Regions from separate parts of the Mus musculus genome. Here regions 1 and 2 are each linked to region 3. The links are chromatin contacts, called in public HiCAR-type and Micro-C maps. All regions are on one chromosome and are shown on one strand. The core of a region is the stretch at or near the end of the contact, and the rest is flanking DNA. Distances in the headings are between cores, read along the strand shown.

Region 1 (3,189 bases), core at 363-2,862, 290 kb after region 3:
CAGTTGTTTCTCAGGAGCTCAGCTCTAGGTAGTTACCACAGTGGATTTTCATTCGGCTTCCTTTATTTTTCATGGTATCATATCTGCATTTTTTAAAAATTAAATTCACTTATTCCTCTGGGCCATGTAAATCACTGTCGTCCCTACTCCTTTCCTAATCTCCACATTAACAAAATAAACATGTCGAAGGTAAAAATAAGTTTTTAATTTTGACCAAATTTATTGGGAACGAGTCTGCCCACGTTTCAAATAATAAATATGTGTTGCTTCGCTGCTCCTGACATTAATTCAGAAGGATTTGTTTATTTGGTTGCTTTGGTATGTTAGCTACCAAGCTAGTTTCTAGAAATTTAAAAGTGAGCAAGCGGGTGTTAATATGGACATGGGCATCTTTCTGTGATCAGGGTGGTGGAAATAGGATGACTGAATTCAAGACCAGCCTGTAGTACACAGTGAGTCTTTTTCTCAGGGGGAAACACACACACACACATACTCCAAAACAAACAAACAAACAAACAAACAAACAAACAAACGCAACATTAAGACCAGCAATTTGTGCCTATCTAAATGAGGTGACATGCAATACATTCCAGGATGGGTGATAAACTCAGAGACTTGTCTGCATTACCCAAGGGCCAATTCTTCCTGTCTAGCTAGCTTAAACCAAAATTAGCTTCCTGGGGTCTGGACTATGTATTCTAAAGCCAGAACGGGCAGCAATTTCTATAATTAGTCATTCATTCCCTCAAAGACTGCACCGTTCTATTATCAATCCCTGTCCATTCCTGTTCAGGTCTCATTCTATATCATCCCATCTCTACCTTCTGGACCTAACACATTTTCTTCAGGAGTATGCAGCTGGGATTGCTCACTACTCTTGCTTCCTGTCTGAGTCAAACTGTAAAATGAGATAATTCACGTAGCAGCACCCTGTGCAAGGCAAGCACGTGACCTGCGACCATGTCCACTCTCTGGCCTTCCCCTCCACAGAAACTCAGAAACTGGGCTTGCTTTCCTGTCAAATGGAGCCCTCAGTGTTGAGAGCATGGTTTTATTTCTAGTCCTTTCCCTGTCATCATTTTCACAGAGACCAACAAGTGTTCTATTAATCCAGCCCTCTCCTCCAAATATATGCCAAAATAAGTAGGACTTGAAATTGTGTCCAAGTCATGAGAGCAGTTTTCTGCCATGTAAGTGGAAAAGAAATTACAAACAGAAGTTGGATTTTTCTTGCCTTTTTTACTACTGCTCACTCTCTGGTCACGACAGGCTTTCTCTGATGATAACAACACTTCCATTTGGCTCTGTTTGGGTTTTTTCCTTGACAGCTCAGAAGTCATGTTTCCTCTAGGTATCCAGGGTGTGGGTGGTTAAAAAGAATTTTCCAGAAGCTTCCAGATGAAGCACCTCTCTTAGAAATGTGTGAACCAAGCCACCAGCTCCCTCAAAGTACAGATTTTAATGAGTCATTTCAATTTTAGGAAGCACATTAATCTAAAAGGTGCATGAGCCAGAAAGCAGAATTTTCTCAAGTGGGAGTTAGAAATAGTCCTTGTTACAGGCAGAGGGGAGCTCTCCTCTCACTCCTTGTATATGAATCATTTGCCAGATCCTCACATGAAAAGATGCTGACTTAGGTCACTCACTGTCCCTGGACGTTGCCACCCACAGTAGTTTCAAGAATAACAGCTTGAACTCCTATTGGCTGGTTCCTCTGTAAACGCTGCACAGTGTGTTTAATTCACTTTGGGTCAAGCCATTGAATAGTCAGTCAGTTCTCCCCGAAGACTTCACTTCTTAGTCTGATTGCTTCATTGTGCTGCTCTCCTAAGGACTCAAGTCTAACGAGGACTCCCCAACTCACAGACTCCCTACAAAATGTTCAGCTCTATTCTCCGGTTGACATTTACCAAGCCCCCCAAAATGCCTTTTATAGTACCACATCTCTGCTCTCTTTCAAACTGTTCATTTGCTAAAGTCTACCCAAAGAAAAAGACAGTATAAAAAAAAAAAAAAACTACACTTCTCTTTGAAGTTCTTGAAGCTATGGAAACATTAGTAACTCAATGGACTAGGAAAAAGTCTTTTAAAAAGATAAACAACATATCTATAAACACCCCTCCCTCCTTCCCTCTCCTCCCCTCTTCCCCCCTGCCTCCTTCTCTCTGGTATTTATCCATTCATTTAGTACTGGACACTTGGGTTAATTCTAGACCTTGAGTGTTATGACTGATTTGATACTGAGCAGGGTGCAAACACACATGTATGAAGTGATCATTTTGCTCCCTTGTTGATTGGTACTGCAGTGGGTGATATGCTAGGTTTTTTCTTCTTCACTTTTTGAGGGAATGCCCTACCAGTGTTACCAATTAACATTTTTTTCAACAGTGCATATTGTTCCTCACCTTTGTCAGCATTTATTTTCTGTTGCTGCTGTTTGTCTCATACATATATATATATGCACATACACACACATACACATGCAAGCACACTCTCATGCATGTGTGTGTGTGTGTGTGTGTGTGTGTGTGTGTGTGTGTGTGTGTGTATGTGTGTCATATAGCTATTGAGGAGTAAATATGTATAAGTACAATTGCCAGGCTAAGCGTCTGCCTTGCCACTGGGGTGTTCTGAGCCCCGCCAGCACACTGCTTAGGGGAGGAAGAACATAGTCTGTAACAGGGGTCCTCAGTTCACATTTTTTCTGGAGTTAGAAACAGCAGAGTCTGGGACAGTTGCTGTGGTTCTCAGTCTCCCATGTACCCAGGCACCACTGGCAAAACAATGGGAGGTGGGAATGAGGTCCCTGGTCTGAGCTTCCCCTCAGGGCACCCATTTACCAGCTAAGAAGTGGAAGGCAAAGCCCGGGACAGGGGAGGGGGCAGAACCTGGTTTGGCTCCTAGTGAGTTCTGAGAGTTTGGAGGGACTGGAAAAGAGAGGAGCCTTTTTTGGGTGTGGCTTTTTAAAACAAAGCCCCTCCCCCGTATTGATTTTTGATGAAGAGATGGTCCATACTTGTTCAAACTGCCTTATTTGATGGCGAGTGTGAATGCGTATACCTTACTCAGAGTGAACCAGGGATTCGTAGGAAGAAATGCCCAGGAAGGGAAGCTCATTGGCTGAGCATATCTAGATACCTCATTAGAATGGAGAGCTCCAGGATTTAATGCTATATGACTGATTGCTAT
Region 2 (2,933 bases), core at 194-2,693, 460 kb before region 3:
CAGTCAGAGACTGGCTCTACACTCAGATCTAAGAAAGGCTCAGTTGGAAAGCTGTAAGTCTTTCCTCTGAGGTTGCCATAAAGGAAGGTGCAAAGTCCACTGCCAAATCACACTTGGAATCTCAAAAGTTAAAGTGTAAACCAGGCAGGATATGAAGGCCTGCCTGTATTCCCCTATCTCAGAGGTGGGGGAAGAAGGTTCAGGAGTTCCAAGGTCAGCCTCCGGCTACTTAGCAAACTACTCAATACCAGCCAGGAAGACAAGAGAAGCCCTCAGAACACAGACGATAAACCTCAATCTCAAAACAACAAAACATTTTTAAGGCAAAAAGTTATCCTACCTGTCAGCTTAGGCTTGGAGTTGGAGAAAATTCCAAAGGTCACTTGGCCTTGGAGGGTCTGATCTTCCTCAGCTGCCGAGACCACCCCACCCCGACGCACTCTAGATGTAATAATTCCCAGAGGCCACGAGGTGGTGTGTGAGTTAGAGCTAAGGTTGTGGCCACGCAGAGGAAAGTCACGGGGGGGACCTAAAGGTGACAGTCCTTAAAACGAGTATTAACCGTTTCTCTGTTCAATTTGACGACCAGGACTCCAATTGAACGACCCAGTAATGGGCTCTAAACTCCTCCGCGGTCCATCGAACCTAATCTCAAGACTTTCCCACCACCTCAGAGAGCGCCTCAAACATTGCTCAGTCTGAAGTTTTCCAGACTGCTCTGGGGACTCTGCAGTTTACATATCTCTTACTGGTCCTACTCTGCACGTCTTTTCCCACATCTGGCCAGGCACCCACCTGTCTACTGAGCTTCAGCTCCAACTGGCCCCTTCCCGCCCTTTAATCCTCTGAACAACCTGGGCACGAACTCAGCTCTCTGTCTTTTACTCTCGCTTTGCTCCCAGCTGCCTTTTCACCATCCAATTAGATCTCTCCAAATGTGCTCCAAATATACTGTCCATGTTACAGACTGCAGTTTGTAGTGAGCGATTATTTCTAAGCTCTGCAAATGCCGAGTGAATTTAAGCACCCAGCCGCGTAGAAAGTTGAGTTAAACAACGGAATGAATGAAGAGAGAGAGAGAGAGAGATGGAGAGAGAGAGAGAATGAATGAATGAATGAATGAATGGACTTGAACTGCCATCATCCCATCAGATTTCAGATGCCTTGCATAGCCTTGGCAGACCAGCTCTAGGGTAGAGCTGACAAACTGCCAGAGGGGCGGAGTCTCGGTGAACCCCCGGGCTCTGGCGAGCCTGCGTGCCAGGTGAATTTTTGATTTTCATTTTCTAGTGAATCCGGGCAGGTGGCGCGGGGGCGGGGTGGGGTGAGGGGGAAACTGGGCGCCCCCCTTGGGAGACCGGTGGTGCGGCTGATCACCCCGGGGAGGGGGCGGGGCGGGGCGGGGCAGGGCGGGGAGGACACGCCCTCTCGCGGGCGCGGGCCGCCCAGAGGGATCTGTGCCGTGTGCCCGCGCCGCGCCGGGCCGGGCCGCGAAGGAGGCTGCCCTAGGCGGGCAGCGGCAGTGTAGAGCCGGGCCGGGAGGCCGATCCTGCGGGTCTGGAGTCCGGCGGGACCATGGGGACCGGGGCTGGTGGGCCGAGTGTCCTGGCGCTGCTGTTCGCCGTGTGTGCTCCGCTCCGGTTGCAGGCGGAGGAGCTGGGTGAGTGGGGGACTCGGGGCTCCGGGAGGGCTGTGTTGTGGGCCTCGGGGGAGCCTGGCGAGAGGCGGGCGGTCTCCGCCAGGCGGGGGATGGATTGAAGTCAGAGGGTGCATTTCGGATCGCGCCCCGATACTCTTTCCTTCCCCCCCATAAACGAGCCCGGCAGCTTGGCGCCTGTTCCCCGGCTGCCTTCGCGGTGTCCCCGCCCGGCCGGCCACTTAGTTCCCAGATTTCCCGACCCTTCCCGGCGGGTGCGAGTGGCCTGGCCCCGGGTGCTCGCCCGGCGTTGCCCCGCCAGCTCCTAGTCTCTGCCTGCAAGAGGGGGTTCTTCTGCGAGGCTGCCCCGGAGCCGACTGCAAACAGGGCCCCCGTTGCCTCACGCGTGTCCGGTGGTGATCGGAGTTGGAACCTTGCGACTCTGGTCCCTCAAGGGTATTTGAGCGAGTCGACTGCGGCCCAGGCTGCTTTTCCTCGGTAGCTGATCTTTGGCTTCCAGCGCCACCGAATTTTCTCTCAGACCACCAGATTAAGGCAGGAAACTGGTTTCCCAGCCCTACATGGCCCTACTCCATTAATCTGCTTTAATTAGTTCTCCTTGGATAGGACGAGCCACCTTTCTGTGGGTTCTCCCCCCCACCCCCCACCCTTTTCGGGTTTTGTTCCTCTCCTCCTGCCTTTGCTCCTCTGTAACTGGGGTTAATTAATGGCAGTGAGTTTATGCAGAATACTTGAATACCGCCCCCGCCCCCGCTATGCTTTCTGGGGGAACAGAAATCGAAGCTAAACTCATCGCTGGATTTTTTTTTTTTCATTGAACAATGTATTCGTTCACCCAAACATTCAGCAAGTTGATAGCATTAAAAAAAAGTGAAGTTATTTTGTTTAGAGTTACGGTAACACAGTCTAACGTGTGTTAGAATTGCACTGTGTAAGGTTTTATGAATGCTTTATAAACATGCTGTTTTGTTTGAGTTTTGGCGGCGCTCGGGAACTTGTGCAAGGCAAGCCTTTCAACAACCAAACTATATTCCAGTCATTGGATGTCTTAATAACTGAAGACACTTTCTCAAGTCGATATTTGAAACTGTAACATTCTACATTTATTTGGTGTGGGTTTTAAAGAAAATTTAGTTTTAGTGATGTGTATTTGTGTGTGGGTTGAGATGTACACGTTGAGTGCAGATACCCACCGAGACCATAAGCAACTAGTCTCTTGGACCTGCAGCTACAGGCAGAAGTGAGCCTGAAAGAACAGTATGTGCTTTTAACCTCT
Region 3 (2,883 bases), core at 62-2,561:
TGTTTGTAGTAATTCTTTCACCTGTCCTGAAAATCTGGGGTGAATATTCTAGAATGAAAAGTCACTAAAGAAGGCATGGGGTGATGTTCTAATTATAAAATGGAAAGTGTTCCAAGCTGGGTAGAATTTTGTAGAAAGGGGCCCTGGGGACAGTTCAGGTAGAAACTGGGTTTGACAGATACTTAAATATAGACAGGAGAAGTTTTGTACATTTCTGTCTATCCAATTTTTTTAATGACAAGAACCCCTATTATGATACAAAGGACTGGCTTCTTTTTGTCCCACCCACTGCTCTTTTGTCCCTCTTTTCCCTGTTTTGAGAATACATCGTCTACTTTTGAATGTTATTTTTCTCTGAACATCCTAAACAGATGTTTTCATTTGCTAGTCTTTAGAGCATTTGGATTTAGTGGCAGTATCAATGTGCTTTCGTGTGAACAAATATACCTGTTAAACTTACTCAATAGGATCAATTCCCTATTCTGCAGTGAAGTGGGCAAAACTTAAATGCATATCATTCTTGTGGCAAGATCCTTGCCCAGGCAATCTAGATTAAGAGGCATCTGAAAAAATTTCCAGAGTCAATAACTATTTGAAATGCAGATCAATAGGTATAAGGAATGTCTGGGATAAGGTCCATTGGGCAGAAAGTGGGCTATGATTTCAGGAGCTAACAAAGTTATTTGTTTGACAGCTGGAGGACCTTGAGGGAGCCATCAGGCCCTCTTGATGGGTAATTTACTTCATTTAACTCTTACAATGCCATGGGCAACTCAGGAGTAGCCTTGTCCTAGAATTTAAAAAAAAAAAACTTTCTAGGATCTCTGTTATTTTCACTTTCCTTCCACAGTGCTCTGTTGCCTAAATGGAGTTGTTTTGGGATGACTTAGTTTGCTTTTCCCAATTCCCAGCATGCATTTTTAGTGAGAAACTGTTTTACTTCCTTTTTCCTCCAGGTCCATTCTAGATGAGCATAGTTGTGATATTTAGGGTGCTTAATTTGTAGCCTGGACCAACAAACTGTCTCTGGGTTGTGCCTCTGTCCCGGGCCCATGGTGCTGGATTCTGCAGAGCCTCCGCAGAAGCAAGAGGAATCCTCCCCAATTTCACAGGGAGGATGTATCCACTACTGCACTTAAAAGACAAAAGTACCCACCACCAATCACAGCATCCTAGACCAGGGGCCTCTTTGGATGCCAGGAGGAGGGTTGGGGACACCAAGGCACCTCCGGAGCGCCCTCTGGCGGGGAGCAGAGCGTTCATCCCACCCCCACCCCCCTCTGCCGGCGCGGCGCCCCCGCCCGGCGCTCCAGGTTCACTCTTGGTTTCTCACTCCGTGAGACACAGACGGCAGCTTTCTAAGCGAACCCGGCGCCAGCTGAAGCGGCGCCACCACAACTGCCACAGCCAGGACAAGCCCTAGGCACTGGGAGAGAAGACGAAACCCGGCAGCCCCGTTCCTCTCTCTGCACGGTCCTTGCAGTGGACCCGGCAGCTCCGGGTCCCCGCCGACCCCCTTTGCAGCCACTTGGCGGGGTGTGCCAGGACTTGGTTGCAGCTCCGGCGGGAGGTGGCAGCGGCCCGGAGAGAGGGTGTGCAGCCAGGACTGGGTAGCAACCCGAGAGCACTGGGCTGGGAGGAGGCGGCCGGAGCCCGCCGGTGTCTCCCGCTTCGTCGCTTCGCAAGCGGCACCGCCTCCCCGGGCCGGGGCCGCTTGGCCGGGTCCTCTGCTTGTTCCCGGGCCCGGAGCCCGCGCACTATGTGCGGGGCAGCGTTCTGATAGCCATCCACCTCCGCCTCCGCCGCGATGATTCCCCCCGAGCCTCCGCAGCCCCAACTGCAGCCACCACCTCCACCGGCCCCGCCGAACCATGTGGTGACCACCATCGAGAACCTGCCAGCTGAGGGCAGCGGCGGCGTGAGCCTGTCCGCCTCCTCCCGGGCTAGCATGCGCCAGAGGATCCGCAAAGTGCTGAACAGGTGAGCACAGGCTCCCAGTGGGGACACCAGGGACAGGCACTGCAGGCGCCTAGCCCGCGGACCCCTTTCTCCCCATCCGACGTGTCCCCGAGGTCCTTTGGCACTGGGTCCTAGCCAGGGGAGAGAGCCAGGGCTCGCTCTCTTTCCCTGCGCTCTCAGAGAGGCCGCGACAGCTTTGTCCTGACGCTGGGATCCCCCAGTGGTCGGGCTGCAGGCAGGTCCGGAGAGCGAGTTGGAGAAAGGCGGGGTTGTTCTACCTGCAGATGCCCTGTGTGTGTCCATGCTCACGCCTCGCATCCTCACGTTGTATCACTTCCCCTTTGCACTCTTATCCCAGCTTTGCGCTTTGGGGACACCCCCACCCCACCCCAACATGGCCCGGGCGGAGGCGGGAAGGCCCCGGGCTGCGGTGATGGCGTGGAAGTCGCCAACCTCACGCTGTCTTTCGCTCCGCCCTGGTGGCACTGATTCCCCTCCCCAGGGGCATAAGGTGAGGATACCCCCACCCCCAACCCCAGACAGAAGGGGAAACACTTCTGCCTGACATTTCACTCGCTGTGCAGACTCTTGATGGCTTTTGGAGTAAGAAAAAGAGGCTAGAGGCCTGGGCCAGACCTGAACAAAGTGCAAGATCTTGCTAGAAGGGTGTGTGAGAATCAGGTGCCTAGTTACTCTGCTTCACACTGCCCTGGTCTCTCTGCTGGAATCTACGTAGTGGGTTATTAAGGACAGACATGTTTTAGGACGAGGGTACTATTGACAAGAAAGTAGAATTTCCTGTAGTACCCTCATTCAGCTCTGATGTGAAAGGGAGTTTTGCTACTTAACTAACTTAAATGATTGACGAGCTGATAGACAAAATCCACACAGCCAGTTGTGAGAGTGTGTCGTTTTCAGGGTTTC

Evidence for each region. A called contact is a pair of places that touch in the nucleus more often than the background predicts. HiCAR-type assays count read pairs that join an accessible place to other places.
Region 1: a HiCAR-type map of astrocytes shows a contact between it and region 3, with 2.1 times the contacts expected there. The contact joins the enhancer-like site here to the promoter of Slc35f1 in region 3. A contact is called at or near these places in 3 of 39 promoter capture datasets (the 3T3-L1 cell line, hippocampal neurons and liver), 2 of 484 Hi-C or Micro-C datasets (both in cortical neurons) and 1 of 115 datasets of contacts at active chromatin or transcription factors (astrocytes).
Region 2: a contact with region 3 is called in a Micro-C map of embryonic stem cells, with 3 times the contacts expected there. The contact joins the promoter of Dcbld1 here to the promoter of Slc35f1 in region 3. A contact is called at or near these places in 1 of 39 promoter capture datasets (cranial neural crest), 3 of 484 Hi-C or Micro-C datasets (embryonic stem cells and gonadal supporting cells) and 1 of 115 datasets of contacts at active chromatin or transcription factors (astrocytes).

The regions. Positions count from the first base shown.
Region 1 is chr10:52,981,614-52,984,802 of GRCm38.p6, forward strand. All of the region lies in intron 2 of Slc35f1 (solute carrier family 35, member F1), which reads left to right. Among named protein-coding and RNA genes, the nearest start is that of Gm40647, 180 kb to the left of the region's middle. Within about 2 kb of position 1,613, at least 15 of the 459 cell types and tissues checked have an H3K27ac peak or open chromatin away from gene starts, as enhancers often do. A contact at or near this core is called in astrocytes and cortical neurons, where this site is marked.
Region 2 is chr10:52,232,176-52,235,108 of GRCm38.p6, forward strand. It overlaps Dcbld1 (discoidin, CUB and LCCL domain containing 1), which reads left to right and starts at 1,444. Exons shown (of 11, transcript NM_025705.4): 1 at 1,444-1,660. The coding sequence starts at 1,576.
Region 3 is chr10:52,689,190-52,692,072 of GRCm38.p6, forward strand. Slc35f1 (solute carrier family 35, member F1) reads left to right here and starts at 1,312. Exons shown (of 8, transcript NM_178675.4): 1 at 1,312-1,980. The coding sequence starts at 1,808.